Regions from separate parts of the Sus scrofa genome. Here region 1 is linked to region 2. The links are chromatin contacts, called in public HiChIP or PLAC-seq maps. All regions are on one chromosome and are shown on one strand. Each heading gives the region's core, a stretch centred on a gene start, on an enhancer-like site or on the middle of the called end of the contact. The rest is flanking DNA. Distances are from core to core; before and after follow the strand shown.

The links. HiChIP or PLAC-seq counts read pairs in DNA pulled down with a chosen protein or histone mark.
Region 1: a contact with region 2 is called in an H3K27ac HiChIP or PLAC-seq map of alveolar macrophages. The contact joins two enhancer-like sites. A contact is called at or near these places in 1 of 5 promoter capture datasets (fetal liver) and 1 of 2 datasets of contacts at active chromatin or transcription factors (alveolar macrophages).

What each region holds. Positions count from the first base shown.
Region 1 is chr1:130,831,450-130,835,933 of Sscrofa11.1, forward strand. No RefSeq gene overlaps it. Among named protein-coding and RNA genes, the nearest start is that of CHST14, 14 kb to the right of the region's middle. Within about 2 kb of position 1,547, at least 2 of the 83 cell types and tissues checked have an H3K27ac peak or open chromatin away from gene starts, as enhancers often do. A contact at or near this core is called in alveolar macrophages, where this site is marked.
Region 2 is chr1:130,524,380-130,529,260 of Sscrofa11.1, forward strand. All of the region lies in intron 1 of DNAJC17 (dnaJ homolog subfamily C member 17), which reads left to right. Among named protein-coding and RNA genes, the nearest start is that of ZFYVE19, 8.9 kb to the left of the region's middle. Within about 2 kb of position 1,517, at least 3 of the 83 cell types and tissues checked have an H3K27ac peak or open chromatin away from gene starts, as enhancers often do. A contact at or near this core is called in alveolar macrophages, where this site is marked.

The DNA of each region.
Region 1 (4,484 bases), core at 297-2,796, 310 kb after region 2:
ACCAGCCGGATTCATAACCTGCTGTGCCACAACAGGAACCCTAATCACCGTTTTTTTAACTCCTTTGTGATAGACTTTAAATTGAACTCTTTGACACTTTGTAAGTTTTCAAATTTTTAGGCCCTATTACAGAAAAAAAAAAAAAAATATATATATATACACACACATTTGTCTTTTAAAATATATATGTATATATATGCACGTACACACATATAGATATGATTTTTTTGCTTTTTAAAACAATTTCAACATAACTATACTTACAGAAATACATTCACGTTGATTAATAGAATGCAATTTAAGTTTAACTTATCCTACAAAATTTGGTCCAAAAAAAGCTTGGTACCTGGTTTGCTTTAAAAAAGAAAGAAAAGGAGTTCCCATGTGGTGCAGCAGAAATGAATCGACTAGAAACCATGAGGTTGCGGATTCAATCCCTGACCTCACTCAGTGGGTTAAGGATCTGGGCATTGCTGTGAGCTGTGGTGTCAGCCAGCAGCTGTAGCTCTCATTAGACCCCTAGCCTGGGAACTTTCATAAGCCATGGGTGCGGCACCTAAAAAGACAAAAGACAAAAGACAAAAAAAAAAGAAAGAAAGGAATTTGAAATCTGGTTTATTTTTCATCTATTACAAATGTATATAAAAGATCCTCCATCAAATGCTGCTAAAACAAACAGCAAGAACCTTGAGAAATTAACCTCTGGTTTGTCTCTGAAAAATAACACGTATTGCATCGCATAGTTTATAAAATTGGCGAAGAAAACATTGTCGTGATATTTCAATGCCAGTTTATAAAGTTCAATAACTATGAGATGTTGAGGAAGGTAGGGAGAGCCTATGTATGCATGTGAAAATGTAAAAGCTCTCCGATCTAGTTAATATTGCATATAGATCACAATTCTACTCAAACTAATATTCAGGTTAATTTTTTTTTTTTTTCTTCCTGGGGACAAACTGGAGCTACAGCGGCTGGTCTACGCCAGAGCCACAGCAACGCAGGATCCTTAACTCACTGAGCAAGGGCAGGGATTGAACCCGAATCCTCATGGATACCAGTTTGGTTTGTTACCTCTGAGACACATGGGGACTCCCAGATAATTTCTTAAATCGGAATTAACAGTATTAGTCCAGTTAACAAGGAAACTGCACAGTAGCTGTTTTTCTGATTTGTGCCAAAAAGAAAATGGAGTTTCTTCCCCGGTTTTTCAGTCCAGAACTGAAACTATAGGAAAGGTATTTCTTCCACTGCCAACATTCATGGGTGATATGGGATGACTTAAGCTTACATCTGAATTGGCACTCATATGCAAAATAGTCCCCAAAGTGAAAGACTACATGATATTAGAAGTGACTCTAAAATATAATTTTTAAACTATAGGACAAGAGACACATGACTTAAGTACCTTCCAAGGTAGATTAGGAAAGGAGGGATATTTTATGTACGTCACTTTTCAGCCTGCCCTGTCCCCTTGACTTCGTGACAGTAGGACTCCCCTCCCCCACCCCCATGATTAGTGCTAACATCACGAGGAAGCTGTATCTTGAGCAAGCCAAACAATCCAAAGCACTCGCCGGAATAAAACCACTGATTTGCTTCAGTCCTCACAATGTGGGAAGTGACTTTGTACAAACCAAGGAATCACACTCTTGAAATTTCCAGAAATTACTAGGTGATTTGCTGTTTAATCCAGTATCTGGGGAGCTTTTGAAATCAAGTCATTCTAATGCTTGAGACCCTCCCTCAGTTTTTCTTGAAAAGAAAAAGGGGTAAGCCAGAAAAGGAAACCGGAAGAGTTATGAGTAAGGGCCAGAGCCCAATATTTCTCACCCTTGAAGAACGAGTCCCCTTAAAGGAGAAGAAAAACATACCCAGCTTCTTGAAGGAAGTATAAAACATGAAGCTAAGGATACTTATCCTAATACTTATTACACTACTGTAAAAGCCCAGACAGAACTACAAGTTCAAACAAACTTATGACTCAAAACAATTCAAACTAAAATCATTAATTTTCTGTGATAATTGATACCGTGTTGCTGCACTGAATTCTGCCACCTGACGAGGGTGCCAACTACAAGGAAGCAGGTTCTTTGAGTTTAGCGCACTTCCTTCTACCAACTTCCACACGATTTTTTTCTTCTTGTTGTTTTGTACTGTCACCATTGACATATTCAATTTGTCTCTGTTCTTTTCTAATCAGAATGGAACAATTCTGGTGGAGCTGCTTGCACCACCTCTGTTGTAAATGCAAACTTGGAAACTGAGATGACACAGCAGTACTGGATTATAAGGTAATCGTACAAACTATTGGGAACATTATACATCAAAATTATAAACATTTGTTTAGGAGCTACCATCATGGCACAATGGAAATGAATCTGACTAGGAACCATGAGGTTTCAGGTTCGATCCCTGGCCTCGCTCAGTGGGTTAAGGATCCGGTGTTGCTGTGAGCTGTGGTGTAGGTGGAAGCCTTAACTCGGATCTGGTGTTGCTGTGGCTATGGTGTAGGCCAGCAGCTGTAGCTCTGATTGGACCCCTAGCCTGGGAACCTCCATATGCTTCAGGTATGGCCCTAAGAAGCAAAAAAACAAACAAAATTTGTTTAGCAGCAAAACTGAACATTCAAAATTAGAAGACTTCCCAGAGTATGTCCTTGGGTCTCAGTTTGAGAAAACCTTCCAGAGCCTAAACCTGAGGCTCTTAACCTTTTTTTTTTTTTTTTTTTTGGCCACACCCATGGCGTATGGAAGTTCCCTGAGCCAGGAATTGAACCTGCACTACAACAGCAACCCGAGCCAAAGTGACAACACCGGATCCCTAACCCTCTATGCCAAAAGGCACTCCATCCCCTCACCTTTTTTTATACCATGAGCTCTCTTTGGTGGCCTGATGAAGCCTCAGAAAAATATTTTGCATTAAACAATGATAGGATTGCAAAGGAAACCAGTTACATTGAAATTTAGTCATCAAAGTATTAAAAAATAAAAATGGAGTATTGATATATGCTTCTTTATGAATAATATATTAAGAATCTAGTGGCAGGTCTGATAACTCATAATTTCTAGGTAGCAATGAGTATAACTGATAGTTTGTGATATCTTCAACAACTGTAAAGTAATATTAAAAATATCTTATTTCCATAGATGACAAAGTCACCAGTTTTATTAATATTTCATAAAGCCATGAATTTACAACATTTCATATATTTCAGCAGAGGTGAGTGAAAACAAAGATGCAACTTTTCCCCAAGTTTACCAACCTCTTGAATTTTGTCCACGAACCTCTAAGGGGTCCCAAGGATCCCTGACAAGGGCCTCTGGTCTAAATCTTTCCCAAATAAAATGGTTAAAATTAGACACCCATATTCAAGATTAACCACAGGATGATTAAGGAGCTGCCTGGGTACATGGACCATCCATCTCTCTCCCTTCACAGAGCAACTGGCCAGGACCTAAAGCCAGCCCTCCTGGCCAGCAGATCTCTAAACCTCTGTGGCACCATACCATGAGAAGCTGAACTGTGCTGGCATGATGAGGTTCCTTCCTCACTCTTCTTTTATGCTTTTCGAAGATGCACTGCAGGCTGAGGCGTGTCTCCTCCCCTTTACTTAGCTCTCAGGAATGAAGCTCCTCCCCTGGGTGGAGCCCCACATTTTAGAGTATACCTAAGGGGTTCCCAAGTGCAGAGGAAAGGTCCTCAAGAGACTCTGCTCATCTCCTATGAGGAGGAGGGTGATGACACAGAGCACGATGACCTCTTTGGTTGTTAGGCAACTGGTCATGAGGAAGTGGGGCCAGGTGGAGCCAGAGACACCCAGCCAGTCACATGGATGCCCTCTCTACCCACCCTCTGGTTGGGAAGGGCTGAAATGCCCTGGGATTGCTAGGCAACAGAACAGAAATCACTGATGATGGTACGCAGAAGATTGTTATACTCTTGGTAGTCTGTAGAATGGGGGGGTGAGAGAGAGAGAGATGTGACCCATCACTTCCCCTGGAGGTCTAGAAGGGGGCTGAAAAAATCAAAATTTCTTTTCTGGGGGGTCGGGGGCATACCCATGGCATTTGGAAGTTCCCAGGCTAGGGGTCAAATGGGAGCTATAGCTGCCAACCTACACCATAGCCACAGCAGCACTGGTCCGAGCGGCATCTTCGACACAGCTCATGGCAATGACAGATTCTTAACTTGTTGAGCGAGGCCAGGGATCGAACCCATGTCCTCATGGATATTAGTCGGGTTTGTGACCACTGAGCCACAACAGGAACTCTAAGATCAAATTTCTAAAACAGCTTAAAGGAGCCTTTTGGGGTGGGGGTGTCCCAGCCAGGTTGACCATGAAACCTAGGGCTCACTGCAGTGTATTGAAGGCATGTCTCCCCTGGGGCATCCCTCTTCTTCCTGCACTAGGTCCTGTCAACACATGCCCTCCATTCTGGTCTGGATGCTAAAAGGGACAGGTAAGCAAATCCATCATAGGAACC
Region 2 (4,881 bases), core at 267-2,766:
TGAATAGCTTTTATTGCTTTGCCAGGCAAAGGAGGTCACAGCAGGCTAATGCCCTAAAGACTGTGCCCTCTTTTGGGGAAGAATTGCAAGGAGTTTTATAGTCTAAGTGAAGAAAAACAGGGTTTCAGGAGCTCCCTTGTGGTGCAGCGGGTTAAGGATCCAGCGTCACTGCAGCATCTTGGACCCTGCTGTGGCTCAGGTCTGATCCCTGACCAGGGAATTTCCACATGCTGCAGGCATGGCCAAAAAAAAAAAAACAAAAACAAAAACACAAAAAACAAAACAAGGGTTCCAGATAAGAATCAGGGTTGAGACAAACATGCATTCTTTCTCTCTGGGAAACTTAGTCATGAAAGCTGGTGTCAAGAGATCTCAGCATAATCCTGGTGGTGGTCCCCTGGGTTATGGCATCTTGACTTTTCCTGGAATGACAATACTTGCGAAAAGGGCGTATTTATCAGAGATTAGAGCAAACTAGGAAAATTCCTAAAAAACATCATGTGCTTATAATCTTTAACCCACAGGCTGTTGTGCTCATGGCACCTCATCTTTAGTTTACAGGTGATTGTGTTTAGGGTGCAATCAGACTAGGGAGAAGCACTAGGAAGAGCTCCAAGCCATTCAGTTTTTTGGTTTGTTGGTTGATTTTGTTTTTTGTCTGTTTTTTTAGGGCTACACCCGCAGCATATGGAGGTTCCCACGCTAAGGGTCTAATCGGAGCTATAGCTTCCAGCCTATGCCACAGCCACAGCAACGCCAGACCCAAGCTGTGTCTGAGACCTACAGCAATGCTGGATCCATAACCCACTGATTGAGGCCAGGGATTGAACCCACAACCTCATGGTTCTTAGTCGGATTCGTTTATGCTGTGCCACTCTTAAAGACTCAAATTTTAAGTGTATTTATCAGGAAAACTGTGATAGGAACTCCTAAAGTCTCAAATTTTAGGTGTATTTTCAGGAAAACTACCATAGAGACTTAACATTGACCTTTTCAGGTTATATTTTATCATTGCTTTTAGGCAAGAGTCTAATTTACCTTTTTGCTAGCTAATACCTTTATATAAATCACAGAAACCTGTCAGATACCCTGGATCTGGAGGCCCCTCACCTCTCCCCACTCTTGTTATACTATAGAATGTGATACACCAATGTTGTTTCTTACAGATTTAAGAAGGGTGATTTTTTTGAGGACGGAGAAGGGCTTGAAGGAATGGCATGAAGATGTAGAAGGCAAAGTGTCTGGCATGACAAGGAACAGGGCATGGCCTAGGGTTTGTTGAGGACATGGCAGGAGATGAATCTGAAAAACTTGGTATCTCTGGGCCTCTAGGCCCTGGGGTGGTTGGACTTGACTCTGTGGGCATCTAGGGGCACTTTCTGGGTTTGAGGTGTGCCTGACTCAGTCCACTGTCTCTAGCGGGAGCCTTTCCCAAAGCTTCTTGCCTCCAGAGCAGGCACTGAGACTTTGAGGTTGGGCACTGAGCCTGGTTTCACTTGATGGCATGACAGTCATGTGTTCATTCATCAAGGGCCTGACCAACACTGGGTGGGACCAGGAGCCAGGCCTCCAGGTCCTCTCAGTCTCTCTCTGATAGTTAACTCATTCCTGGGTTTGGCTGTCAGGCTGGGGCTCTGGATTTCTGAAGTTACTTGGCTGCCTGTTAGGTCAAAAGGAATGATTCATTTGTGTTTGTAAGCTGTAAGCTATTCATTAGCATTCAAGATAATACCTCACATTTATATGACACCACAGTGCTTTCACATAAATTAGCTCATTTGATGTGATCTTCAAAACAAGCCTGTGAGATATGCAAGGACTATTAGCTCCAATTTATAGATGAGAAGACTGAGGCTGAAAGGGTTTAATTGATTTGCCCAGCATAAGGTGGCTAGTAAATGCAGAGCACCTGCCCAAACCTGTATTTTCTACTCTTCTTTCAGAGCTGTTTCCATGACCCACACCTCAGGAGCAATTAGGGCAACAGGAGACAGGTCTGCAGGCCCCAGAGAGCCTCACATTCCCATCAGTGATACAGATAGAGCTTTGACTCCGTGCATGAAGTTGCACGACCTGGGCGAACCCGAAGGGTATTAAGCTGACCTGGACAGCTTGAGGAAGTGTGTTTAAATTTCCGTGAAAAATGCCGCAGTGGAGTTTTCATTTCAGCTAAGGTAGAATTCAAAATATTCTCTGTTTGTGTAGCTGCTTTCCCTATTTTTTGCTGTTCCTGAGCACTGTTAAATTTAGTTATTTTTCTTTAAACCTACTCACTAGTTTTTACTAATATGAATTTGTTTATAAAGGGCACTAGTGCATTAAGGGGAAAAAAATACATATATATGATGTAAGAAGTACCAGGGCCCAGAGAGAGAGAGAGAGTTCTGCACTCTCGGCAGAGAATGGCTTCGGGTATAGGGACCCAGGTCTCCAGAGCTTGAGAGTGACAGCAGGCAGTGGGGAGAGGTGATGGGCTTCGAGACCCAGGGTATCTGAGGGGTGGGATCTCCAACCTGAAAGAAGGCAGGCAAGGACTTTGAAGTCTGAGTGTGATGCAAGTCTGCTCAGGGTAAGGGTGGGAGAGAGAGGCAGACCCAGAAAGCAGGAAGCATCTGAGGCGGTGGCGGGGGCGGGGTGGGGGGGGGCAGGCTGTAGACCGGGCTCTAGGTGGGTAGCTGGTTTGGGGAAGTGGGTCGAGAGGAGGACAGGGCAGGAGTTAAGGCCCAAGAAGGGATACTGGGAGGGCTAAAGGGGGACCTAGAGGCCAGAGCCCAAGGAATGGGAGGACCTGAATAGTGACCTCAGGGATGGGCTTGGGGTCCAGATCCCAAAGGGCGCATAAGGGAAGTACAAGGGGAGAAGCAGCCCAGGCACCATGCGTGGTCCCAGTTGGTCTAGGCTATGCAGGTCTCTGTCTCGAATCTGGGCCATGGGCCATGGTTACCCGACTACAAGAGATGTTGGTGTAAGATCTGGGTTCCCCCAGAGTCATCTTGGTACTACCAGCAGGCCCACGTTTAGGAATGTTGAGCTGAGGGTGCTGGTCTCGGGGGTGGCTGGCATCCTGCCTGCTCACAGTTTCTGCAGGAATTTGGGGATTTCTCTGTAGTGCTGTTGCAGTGTGGACCACAAGCTGTAGGGAACGAAAGTGGCCAATCTTTTAGGTAGAGGGGACTTCCAGGTAAGTGCTTAGAGCTCTGTGGATTACTTCCTGCCTATGACATCAGGCAGTCACATAACCTCTGGCATTGTGGCTAGTACAGGGGTGGGGAGCTGTCTGCCTCCCCAGGCTTGGGGAGAAATTACTGCCCAGACCTAGATTACTGACTGTTCTCAGTCCTGGAACTGGGCCTGTAATGGCTTCCTAGCTGATTCACCAGCATGGTTTGTTCATTTAGTAACTGTTGTCGCATAGAGTTGCCTCCTTGTGTGTCCTCCGTATCTGGAAGTACAGAGGCACACAATAAATATTGTCTGACCGATGAGTCTGGCTTTTGAGAACTGGACTTAATTACTTGCACCACTTACCTGGCTCCAAGTTTTGTTATAGGAAAGGATAGCAGTCTTTTAAAAAATAATGATTGCTTCTTTGTAGGGCACCTTTCTTTTAGGTTAATGATGGCTATTATTTATTAGACTGCTCAGTACCTGGCTTTTTTGTGTGAGTCAGGGTTCATTCCTCTCAAGAGGTAAAGCTGGAGGCAGGTGGATTTTCAGAGACTCTTGCTGGGTGCTTGGCACCAAGCCCAAGGGAGATGGTGGGAGACCCAAGTCCAAGCTCCTCTCCCTGCTTCGGGCTCAGGTTGCTGCCAGTGGACGAACGAGTGATGGAGCCCCCAGGAAGGGCTGGGTGGGTGGCTGTTAATTCATGACTTATTCTTTCTCTCTGTGATGTGGGCTTAGGGGGATAGCATTTAGTTCCCACTTCTCTTATCAGTCTGCAATAGTGATTTCTCCCCTTTTCCAGACTTAGTTTCTCAAGAAGAAGTGTAAGCAGATAGAAGGGTAAATTATGAAATAGCATGGGAAGGTCTCCCAGGGTCGGGACAGCACCCATTGCCTTCAGCTCCTCAATAGGCCTCAAGTTATGAACGTAGTTAAGGCTTCCTAATTTGAGAACAAGTGAGTGTTTGCCCCTTTCATTCAGTAGATATTTATTGTGTGCCCAAGTACTGGGTGCTGTCCAGTGTTCTGGGCCCTAGGGATAAGCAAAGCCCCCGTCCCCTAAAGCACATTCCTTTTATTTGTAAGAACCTCCATAATATCCTATAGCTGTATGGTCTCATTTGAAGTACAGTTATAACCAATTTATCTGTTTTTCCAGATTATACCAGAATAAAAATAGATAATAAGCACTTCCAGAGACACTCTGGCATCTGGCATGGTCTAGTAGAGGCTGACTAGGGAAGAGACAGAAAAACTATAAAAAGAGGGAGTTCCCTGGTGGCTCAGTGGGTTAAGGATCCGGCATTGTCACTGCTGCTGCTCGAGTACCTGCTATGGCTTGGGGTCAGTCCCTGGCCTGGGAACTTTTGCCTGTTGCAGGTACAGCAAAAAAAAAAAAAAAGGAAAACAGTAAGAGGTAGAATTTAAGATGATCACCACCTAAGGAAGCATTGGAAAAGCCTCACCCTGCCCTCAGTAGCATCTGAACATGTTGTGCTCTTCAATAGTTTATTGTCTGAATGATGACCCTGCAATACGGAAGTCAGATAAAACTCAAGTAGTGTCCTAGGATGGAGAAGGGGAGAGGGTAGCCAGTAACATTTTAGAAAGACCACACTTCTGCAAATTGGAGTTTATAAAGTCCCCATGGAGATTATGATCATCTGAGATCTCTGTCATTCTGAGGCTGGGCCTGGTCCTCTGAAAAACCATTGT